Regions from separate parts of the Mus musculus genome. Here region 1 is linked to region 2. A link is a contact called in public HiChIP or PLAC-seq data. All regions are on one chromosome and are shown on one strand. Each heading gives the region's core, a stretch centred on a gene start, on an enhancer-like site or on the middle of the called end of the contact. The rest is flanking DNA. Distances are from core to core; before and after follow the strand shown.

Region 1 (4,370 bases), core at 1,207-3,706, 470 kb after region 2:
ATCTACGCTTTAGGCACTGAGAGATGCTCACATGCTCACATGCTCACATTTAACTACTGTGAGTCCAGACAGCTTTTAACTGGGAAGGCTTAGAGAGAAGACTGCACAAAGGCCAAGGTTCCAGAACAATCTCATTAGCAGGGCATTAATCAGGAGTGGCAGGCAAGAGTAGCCTGCAGTACTTACCCTGATCCCAAGGGCATAGGCCAGGCCTGAGGGCAGCCCAAGTCAGCGATTTTGCCAAGAGTTGTAGCAACCAGAGAACAATCAGGAAGTTTCTATGTTAGGCCTTAGAGAACCTTGTGAGAGTTGTCAATGAGACTACTTTAAAGATCAAGGAAGAAAGTATGAGAGAGTTGGAGGGACAGAGAGCCAGCTGGAGACAGACATGATGGTGTGTAAGAGGCCTTTAGCTATAGGAAGCAATGGGACAAAGGACTCACACAGCTCCTGAACACCCTTCTGTCTAGCAGCAGCACTTCTTGCAGCCACACTTCTGCTGGCAGCAGCACTTCTGCTGGCAACAGCCCTTCCCACAGCCACAGCCACAGCCACAGGAGCCACAACCACAGGAGCGGCAGCAGGAGCGGCGGCAGCAGCAGACTACCGTAGGCTTGCAGCAGCCACAGCAGCCACAGCAGCCACCACAGCAGCCACAACCGCCACAGCCACCACAACCACCACAGCCACAGCCACCGCAGCCACAGCCACCACAGCCACAGCCACCACAGCCACAGCCACCGCAGCCACAGCCACCGCAGCCTCCACAGCCACCGCAGCCACAGCCGCCACAGCCGCCGCAGCCTCCGCAGCCTCCGCAGCCACAGCAACCCATGGTGTTAGTAGAGAGGACTCAGGTGCAGTGAGGAGAGAGACTCAGGAGAGGAGAGGGAGACGTGATGCTCCTCCTCGGAAGTGGCGTTCCTTATATACCAAGTCCTTGGCACGTTAAGTTTATTCTTGTTTTTCTAAACTTCCACGTGAAAGAATTCACGAGGCCTCTGGCATCCTTCCTTGTTGACATCCTAACTCATAGTTAGCTCTAACTTTTACTTACCTCTTCAATCCTATATTTAGATCCTGGCACGAATCTGGCAGCTTTCTATCAGCTAGTACTTTCAATAAGGCCTGGCATGTTGTAAGTACTTAATGGGTACCTTTAAAATTAAATAAATGCTGAGAATATTTTGTAACACTCTCTTGCAGATATAGTCTTTTACAGCTATGAATATCAAACCTAGGTCAGATAAAAGTACTGTGTGTCTATCTCTATGTCTTAGTCATTGCAGGTCAGACAATTATCCATCTTTGGGAACTCTTTTTGGGAACATGCCCCTTTATGAAAATGTTCTCAGAAGAATTCATGGTACAAACTGGCATCAAAAGGGACATGGCAGGCAGCCCTAAAATGAGCAATCTCACTTTAAAGCACAGATGTTCTCTTCATGGTTCCCTGGGATTCTTAATTCACTAGAAAAACCTTTAAAGTTGTAGTAAAATAATTATGTGCTGTCTAATGTTAACAATACAATTCTGTGGCAGCCTGGCCTAAACAGCAGCAAGGGCGAAGCTCCTGTCTTTCGTTGATCTGTTGTATGATTATTTTTGAAATCCCAAAACTCCCTTAAAATGAAATGGTGACTGGAAATGTCCAGCTAACTCAGCCTGCCAGGTTTCCACTTCTGGTCCCAAGCACCTGCCGCAGTCATGTGCAGTGGATGAGGCTACATACTTGCTCAGTTGTCTTCACAGTAGGGCAATTTGGCTAATTTAGATACCACCAATAAGCCACAGCAGAGATCCGTGCATGTGTTGTTCATGTGGTGTGCATGTGGTATGCATGTGGTGTGCATGTGCTATGCATGTGCTGTACATGTGCTGTGCATGCGCTACACACACCACACCACTGTCTCTACTGAACTTACATGCAGGCTCAGGTCACAGATGGATGATCTGGCTTTTCAGGGCCGTATCTACTCTGGGATCCCCATGTTCCAGGGCTTCCAATTGGGATCTCTTTATTAATCCAGTGGGAAAAGAAGGAGAATGAAAGCATTAAAATCCATTCGCTTGATATGCGTCTCGTCAACCAGGGGCTAGGAGGGCTGTTCCTACACAACTGTTTGACTGCCCAGAACCTGGAGGATCCAGCCTCATGCAGAAGACACTCATAAATGTCTCCTTAGATGCAGAATTCACTTGGGAATGCTACAACTGCTTTTCCTCTGCATTTTATGAATCGTATTCCTGCTCTTGGATTAGATAGGCACCATACTTTTTCACTCCCAAATGAATACTCCAAGGGTTTCCAAGATAGTAATGCTAAAAATAGCACTGCTATTGTGACACACTGACTCAAGAAGGAAGTAAACAAAGTCTTGGAAAATTCTCCATGGAAACTAGGCTAAAAATAAAGGGGGAGCAGTATAAAAGGGGGTTCCCAGCAGAAAGAGGGCATCACACTGTTCTCTCCTCTCCTGAGTCTCTCCCCTCACTGCACCTGAATCCTCTTTACTGACACCATGGGTTGCTGTGGCTGTGGAGGCTGTGGCGGCTGCGGCGGCTGTGGTTGTGGCGGCTGTGGCTGTGGCGGCTGTGGCTGCGGTGGCTGTGGCTGCGGTGGCTGTGGCTGCGGTGGCTGTGGCTGCGGTGGCTGTGGCTGCGGTGGCTGTGGCGGCTGCGGTGGCTGTGGCGGCTGTGGCTGTGGCTGTGGTGGCTGTGGCTGTGGTGGCTGTGGTGGCTGTGGCTGCTGTGGTGGCTGCTGTGGTTGCTGTGGCTGCTGCAAGCCTACGGTAGTCTGCTGCTGCCGCCGCAGCTGCTGCCGCTCCTGTGGCTGTGGCTCCTGTGGCTGCGGCTGCGGCTGTGGCTGTGGGAAGGGCTGTTGCCAGCAGAAGTGCTGCTGCCAGCAGAAGTGTGGATGCAAGAAGTGCTGCTGCTAGCTTGGGATGTCTGGCCCCTGAGCAAGTGCTACCAGTACCGATCTGTTGGTAAGTCCTGAGTGCAGAGGATGGAACAAGTCACCCTGATCTCGCTGCTAAGGCTTTCCTCTGTCCTAGTCTGAGTATACCCTGCTGTCTCCCCAGCATCTGTCTCTCTAGAATCCGGACTCTGAAACTTTGTTGCCTGATTTGAATACTCTGAAGTTCAAGTAAATTTCCTTATCATTTTAAATGCAGTCATAGTCAATGTTAAGAAAGGACAAAGGTGCAGGGCATCTTGGTTACTGATGTCAATAAGATTGTATAATGGTCCCCATTGTGTTTCCTTCTTGAATTTCTATCTATGCTTTAGGTCAGCTTGTGTTTAACAATGGCAATGTCTATTCTCTGTAATGGTAATGTATATTCTCTGTTTAACAACGGTAATATAGATTCTCTGTAGTCACAGAAGTCTTTCTAGAGTCCAGACAATGTGTTAATCCCCTTTAAATAAAATTACAAAATAAAACATAAAATGTCTCCTTCAGTCTTATTCACTTTGTTATTTTTGGCATATTATCATTCATTATTATGCTCTGCGAGATATGCCCATCAAACACACACAAATAATTAAGTCCCTATGAGATTTGTTATCTAGATATACACAGATGACCATGAATATGAGGCAGAAAAATAGCCTTGTAAAATATTCACATCGATGGGACATAGTATGGATAAAGAGGATTAGCACACTGTTGTGTGGGCCATGGTTGTAACTCAAAAGAACGAGAGCTCAAGAAACAGATCATCTTGGCACGTGGTTTGAAGAGTCAGTGAGGATTAGTAGAACTGATTAGGGGTAGATGTTCCAGTCAAGACAGAAAGGTGAATAATGGGAGACTGAGACATACATGGGAGTCTGCAAAAAAGGGCATTTGAGATCAAGTATATTGACATCAGCACCTATAAATAAGCAAGAAAAGGAAGGCTAAGATGCTGCTGTAGGCATCTGAGGGTCATATTAAATGTAGTCAGCAATTAGACAAGGAGCCAATCACTTCTCCAAGTTTGTCCCATTCTGTAAGGGATAGAAAGATAGAGAGTTGATAGCCTAGATATGTAAGAGTTATCTAATACTTGCTCAGATCACCCTGCTCACAGTCATGAGGAGTTTTTTCTGTTGTAGATACAACTTGGTACTGTGTCTGGAAACCTGTGAAACCATGAGCTAAAGCAAACCTTTCATCAGTGAGGCTGTTTGTCACTGTAGTGCAAAGTCTAATATAGTAGGCTACAGTGTCATCTGATGGGTGAAGAGACTTGTAGACACTTAATACAACCAATGCAAAGATTCAGGAACTTTCCATATAGTGAATTTTATCTTCTGGGAAGGGGCTTGTCATTTGGTGACTTTTCATCCTGCAAAGATTATAGAATGAATTTACAGAAATC
Region 2 (4,266 bases), core at 1,629-4,128:
TTCTCTTGGTTTTGATTCTGTTTTTAATTCATGGGCTCTAGTTGAGACCTGGTTAATTCTAACCATAGGTGAAGAGAATGCCAGTGTAGTGAAGTGTATGTGAGGAATGGATGCTTAAGTCTAGCTTCCAAACAAGCCACTTCTTCATGTTTCATTTGCAAGTGAATCTGCTAGAGAGCTTGAATCTTGGGCCATGACATTCTGATTCGATAGCCTGGCTGGCTGCTGAGATTGCAGATCGTAACAGCTCCTGGGTGTGCCAACGCTGCTGGTATTAGGAAGGCCAAGGCAGGGGTCTAGGTGCTTTGAAAGTGTGCTAATCTGGTGTTAATATGGGGCTTTGCATTGGTTCTTGTTCATTCACATTGAACTCAGAAGAGCATCCCTACACCATGCCACCACTGAGCCACCATCTCTCACCATGTCCATCTCTCTTCCCATATGCAGCTCCAGTCAGAATGCAGGGAATGGTGCTTAAATGAGCATCTTGTACAAAAGACAGATCTGAGGGATTATCGGAGTCCTACAACTCCCTGAAGCTGGCACCATGATTAGACCAATGTTATAGAAAGTAAGGGTTCACCCTGGAGAAGTTAATCCACACCAGTATGTACAACAGGATTTAGAACGGAGGGGTAATTCAGATGCCAGGCTCCTGAGCATCTGTTTCCTCCCTCCTGTGCAACATCTCATTTTCTTCTGCCGCTGCATCAGAAATATAAGGCAGGTGACTGCCCTTCCCTTCCAATGCTCATAATCTCAGTCTTTTCTTCCATCAAAACTCCAGGGCTCTGTGCTGAGGATACAGCTCAATGAGTAAATGCCTGCTGTGGAGGTGAGGACCTGAGTTCCCATCCCAGGATGCATGAAGAACCAGATGTGTGCAACGATCAACCCAGCACTCCTAAAGCAAGACAGGAGGTATAGGCTGAAGAATCCCTGGAAGCTCACACGTCAGGGGAGCAAGGGGCCCAAACAGGGTGGAAACAGAAGACCAACTCTATCACACACACACACACACACACACACACACACACACACACCACTCTGTGGCTCTTGCTCACCCACATAAGGATAAGCACACACATGAACATGCACACACAAATACATCATACATAGAGAGGAGAGGAAGAAACTACCAGGCCTTGAGAAAAGCCATTTAAAATTTAAATTTTCTATAATCCTGCAAAGGGGAGAAACATCTGATATCAAGTCTAAGATCTTGATTTTTCTTTTTAAGAAGCAGTATCAATTTATAAAAGGCAATCATATGCCTCTCAGGTCTCTTGGACATCAGAGTAGTGGCATCCTACACCACGAGGATGACAGAAATTCCCCCAAGAACTTTCCTAAAGCCACTATGTGACTGATTACATTTATGATCTGGGCACAAACTCTACAATGTCCCTAAATCTTAATAAAGATTTTAATTAATGTCCTCTTGTTATTTTACTAAAGAGACCCTAACTCAGTACAGCTAACCAAAATGACTGTGGTGGGAGTGTAATGTATGAGAAGAAATAAAATAAAATAAAGTAGTGACCACAAAGCACGTTTGCACAAAGAACTTGCAAGAGGTTCTACCATGCACCATTAAGTTTGTCCTCTAGATGTCTGATACAAGTGGTTTGGAATTCATTGGGCTCTGGAACTTTTAGATATTCCTCTGGAGACTCTAATGAATAGCCATGGTTGTATGTCATGGAAGATGCCCCTTTCACTCTACAATCTGAGGGTGGTGGGGCAAGGAGAGGGAACTAGGATGGCCAGTGAACTTGTACAAGAAAACGGAGACAAGTAAATGTTCGATGCTTCTTCATGGAAGCTGGGCCCTTTCTTCAGTGATGAGCGTCAGCTAACAGGCCACCGAAGTGCTGGTGGCTGAATTTCCACCCACTAATACGTTCATGACATTCGGATGGTTATCATAAGACCTTGTTCGCAGTTACCACTGTGATGATATTATGGTTGTTTTATGGGTGCCTTAAAGAGCTAGCAAAGCCATGTAATTATAACCCTCCGTGCCTGTTACTACCTCTCTTCTTTAGCACTGCGATGATAGTATCTAAGCAAAACTGTGATTTTACTGTAGCCTGTGCATTTGAAATGATACACTCCATTCAGTGTGGTCTGCCGCACGAGATAGTGTAAGAGCCCTGCAACAATGTACCCTACCAAGCCAGAAGTGACATTTGCATCCAAGGCCCTCCCAGGCAGGGACACCCTGGACCAGAGTTGGCTCTCATTTTCTCCTCCGTTTCCGCAGATAAGGTTTAGCCTGAAAAGCAGTTCAACTCAGAGAATAGGATGAGCTTTCTCTTTCCCCTCATCTGCCTCTTGCTCTTGGCATTTTGGAATGCCCAGACTGCCAGGACAGTAACTTGAGCTTCCAAATTAATCAAAACACATAGTGCCCAGTTCAAGCCCTGGCAGAGAAGCCCGGGAGCCAAGTAAGCTCTCCTCTGCTGACCCCAAGGCCACAACTTCCCCAGCCACCACCCCTTAGATGCTAAAATGCTTTTGGTCCCAGGCAGGTGCCCTGACGCTGGGGCGGTGCCTGTCTGAGGGCGGCTTACCTGGGGAGCAACCGGGCAAAGAAGGAACAGCAGGGTAGCAGGCAGACCAGACAGGCTCCTCGAGGTTATGGCTGGAGGGAATCCACCCGTGACCGTGACCGTGTTCCTCTCCCCAGCCTGTCCAGCCTCAGGTCTGCGTGCTGGCTGCGAGTTGAAGGCCGGCAGCCGATGGGCAGTCCCTAGAGCTGCCAGCAAACTTGGCCTCCGGAGTTGCAGACTCCCGCGCGCCTCCCGCTTAATCTGGGCAGGGCTGCTGGCCACTCCCCCCACCCTGTGCAGCCACCTCCCTACCGCACACCCCTAAATTCCTCACGTTGACCTGCACCCGCTAGGCACCGAAGTCCCAGGATCTCAGGGACATCACATCTTTCACTCTGACCCCTGGAGCTGCGCCCACCTGCCTGCTCTGCGGGCGCCCAACCTTTTCTCACTTCCTGGGCAAGATGCCCGGTTGAAGGGACAGTGCCTGGCGAACTGGGAGGGAGAGGGGACGAGGGCGGAACCTCAGCCACTTCTCCCCTCCCTTAGAGTCACAATCAAAAGCTTGGGTGAGGACAAACAGACCTCAGTGGGTCGAGCCCTTACAAAACTCGCCCCAGTGGGCCAGCAAGGCGAGCGTCACTGCGGGGCCTCTCCAATCTGTGTCCCGCCGGGGACATGGACGCCTGAGAACCCGTGGGTCCGGTAGGTCACAGAACACAGAAAACACCGGGACTCGGGACCGTCATGCACTCCAAGACTGCTCCAAGGTTCCTGGTGTTCCTGCTGCTTACCCTGCTGCTACTCCTGGCTGCCTCTCCTGTGGCTAGCAAGGTGAGTGCCTGAAAGGTTGTGCAGATCCCACCGCAGCAGAGCTATGCCTGTCTCCTGTGAGACAAGCCAGTGCCACTCACTAGGGTTCTGTCTTTGAGTCACTATCTGGAGGGTTGCTCAGCTGCGGGCTCCTCCTGAGTCCCAGGATGGGCTAGCAGCACACAACTCTGAGGAACAGGTGGAATGTGCTGCGCTGGAAGAAGTGGAGAGCCAGTTAGTGGTCCAAGACCCCAGGAGTCCCAGATAGAGGAACAAAAGCTTACAGAGAACAGAAAATGGATAGCAATAATTAGGTTACAGACAGGCAGATGATGATATGGATGGACCTAAGATAACTGATGATAATAAATATAATGTAAGTGATATAAGGTATATGATGATGATAAGCAAAAAGGCAGAGGTAAGAGGTATATAGATAATAGATGGATGATCAGATAGATGAGTTTGGTAGTAGATGGATGGATGGATGGATGGATGGATGGATAGAGAGGTAGGTAGGTAGAGATAGATAGATAGATAGATAGATAGATAGATAGATAGATAGATAGATAGATAGATAGATGAAAATAATGACCAAGGTTCTGAAGGTGTAATGTCAGGATGGTGAATGAATGAAGTGCACCAGCCTGGGAGGAAATTCCTCCTTGGAGTCTCAGCTCTGCTCCTTCCAGACCTCACCTTAACTCTGACTTCACTGGGGCTCAGTGTTTCTTTGGACTCTCTGGACACAAAAGCCATCACGGTTAAAAAAAAAAATCAAGACACAGAACTTACATTAGGATGAATTAAGCAATTTTGTGATGATTTTGGTTTTTATTTGGAATTTGGGTCACCCTGTGCTCACTTGAATCTACTCCATAATGCTTGGTTTTTTGCC

Evidence for each region. HiChIP or PLAC-seq counts read pairs in DNA pulled down with a chosen protein or histone mark.
Region 1: a contact with region 2 is called in an HNF4G HiChIP or PLAC-seq map of pancreatic cancer cells. The contact joins the promoter of Krtap28-13 here to the promoter of Col4a3 in region 2. A contact is called at or near these places in 2 of 39 promoter capture datasets (the C10 cell line and embryonic stem cells), 1 of 15 datasets of contacts at CTCF or cohesin (pro-B cells), 4 of 484 Hi-C or Micro-C datasets (the G1E-ER4 cell line, the HPC-7 cell line and pro-B cells), 1 of 115 datasets of contacts at active chromatin or transcription factors (pancreatic cancer cells) and 1 of 9 other capture datasets (liver).

Annotation. Positions count from the first base shown.
Region 1 is chr1:83,058,474-83,062,843 of GRCm38.p6, forward strand. Krtap28-13 (keratin associated protein 28-13) reads left to right here and starts at 2,457. Exons shown (of 1, transcript NM_027778.2): 1 at 2,457-3,448. The coding sequence starts at 2,523. The coding sequence ends at 2,939.
Region 2 is chr1:82,584,043-82,588,308 of GRCm38.p6, forward strand. Col4a3 (collagen, type IV, alpha 3) reads left to right here and starts at 2,879. Exons shown (of 52, transcript NM_007734.2): 1 at 2,879-3,389. The coding sequence starts at 3,303. Col4a4 (collagen, type IV, alpha 4) reads right to left here and starts at 2,807. Exons shown (of 48, transcript NM_007735.2): 1 at 2,577-2,807.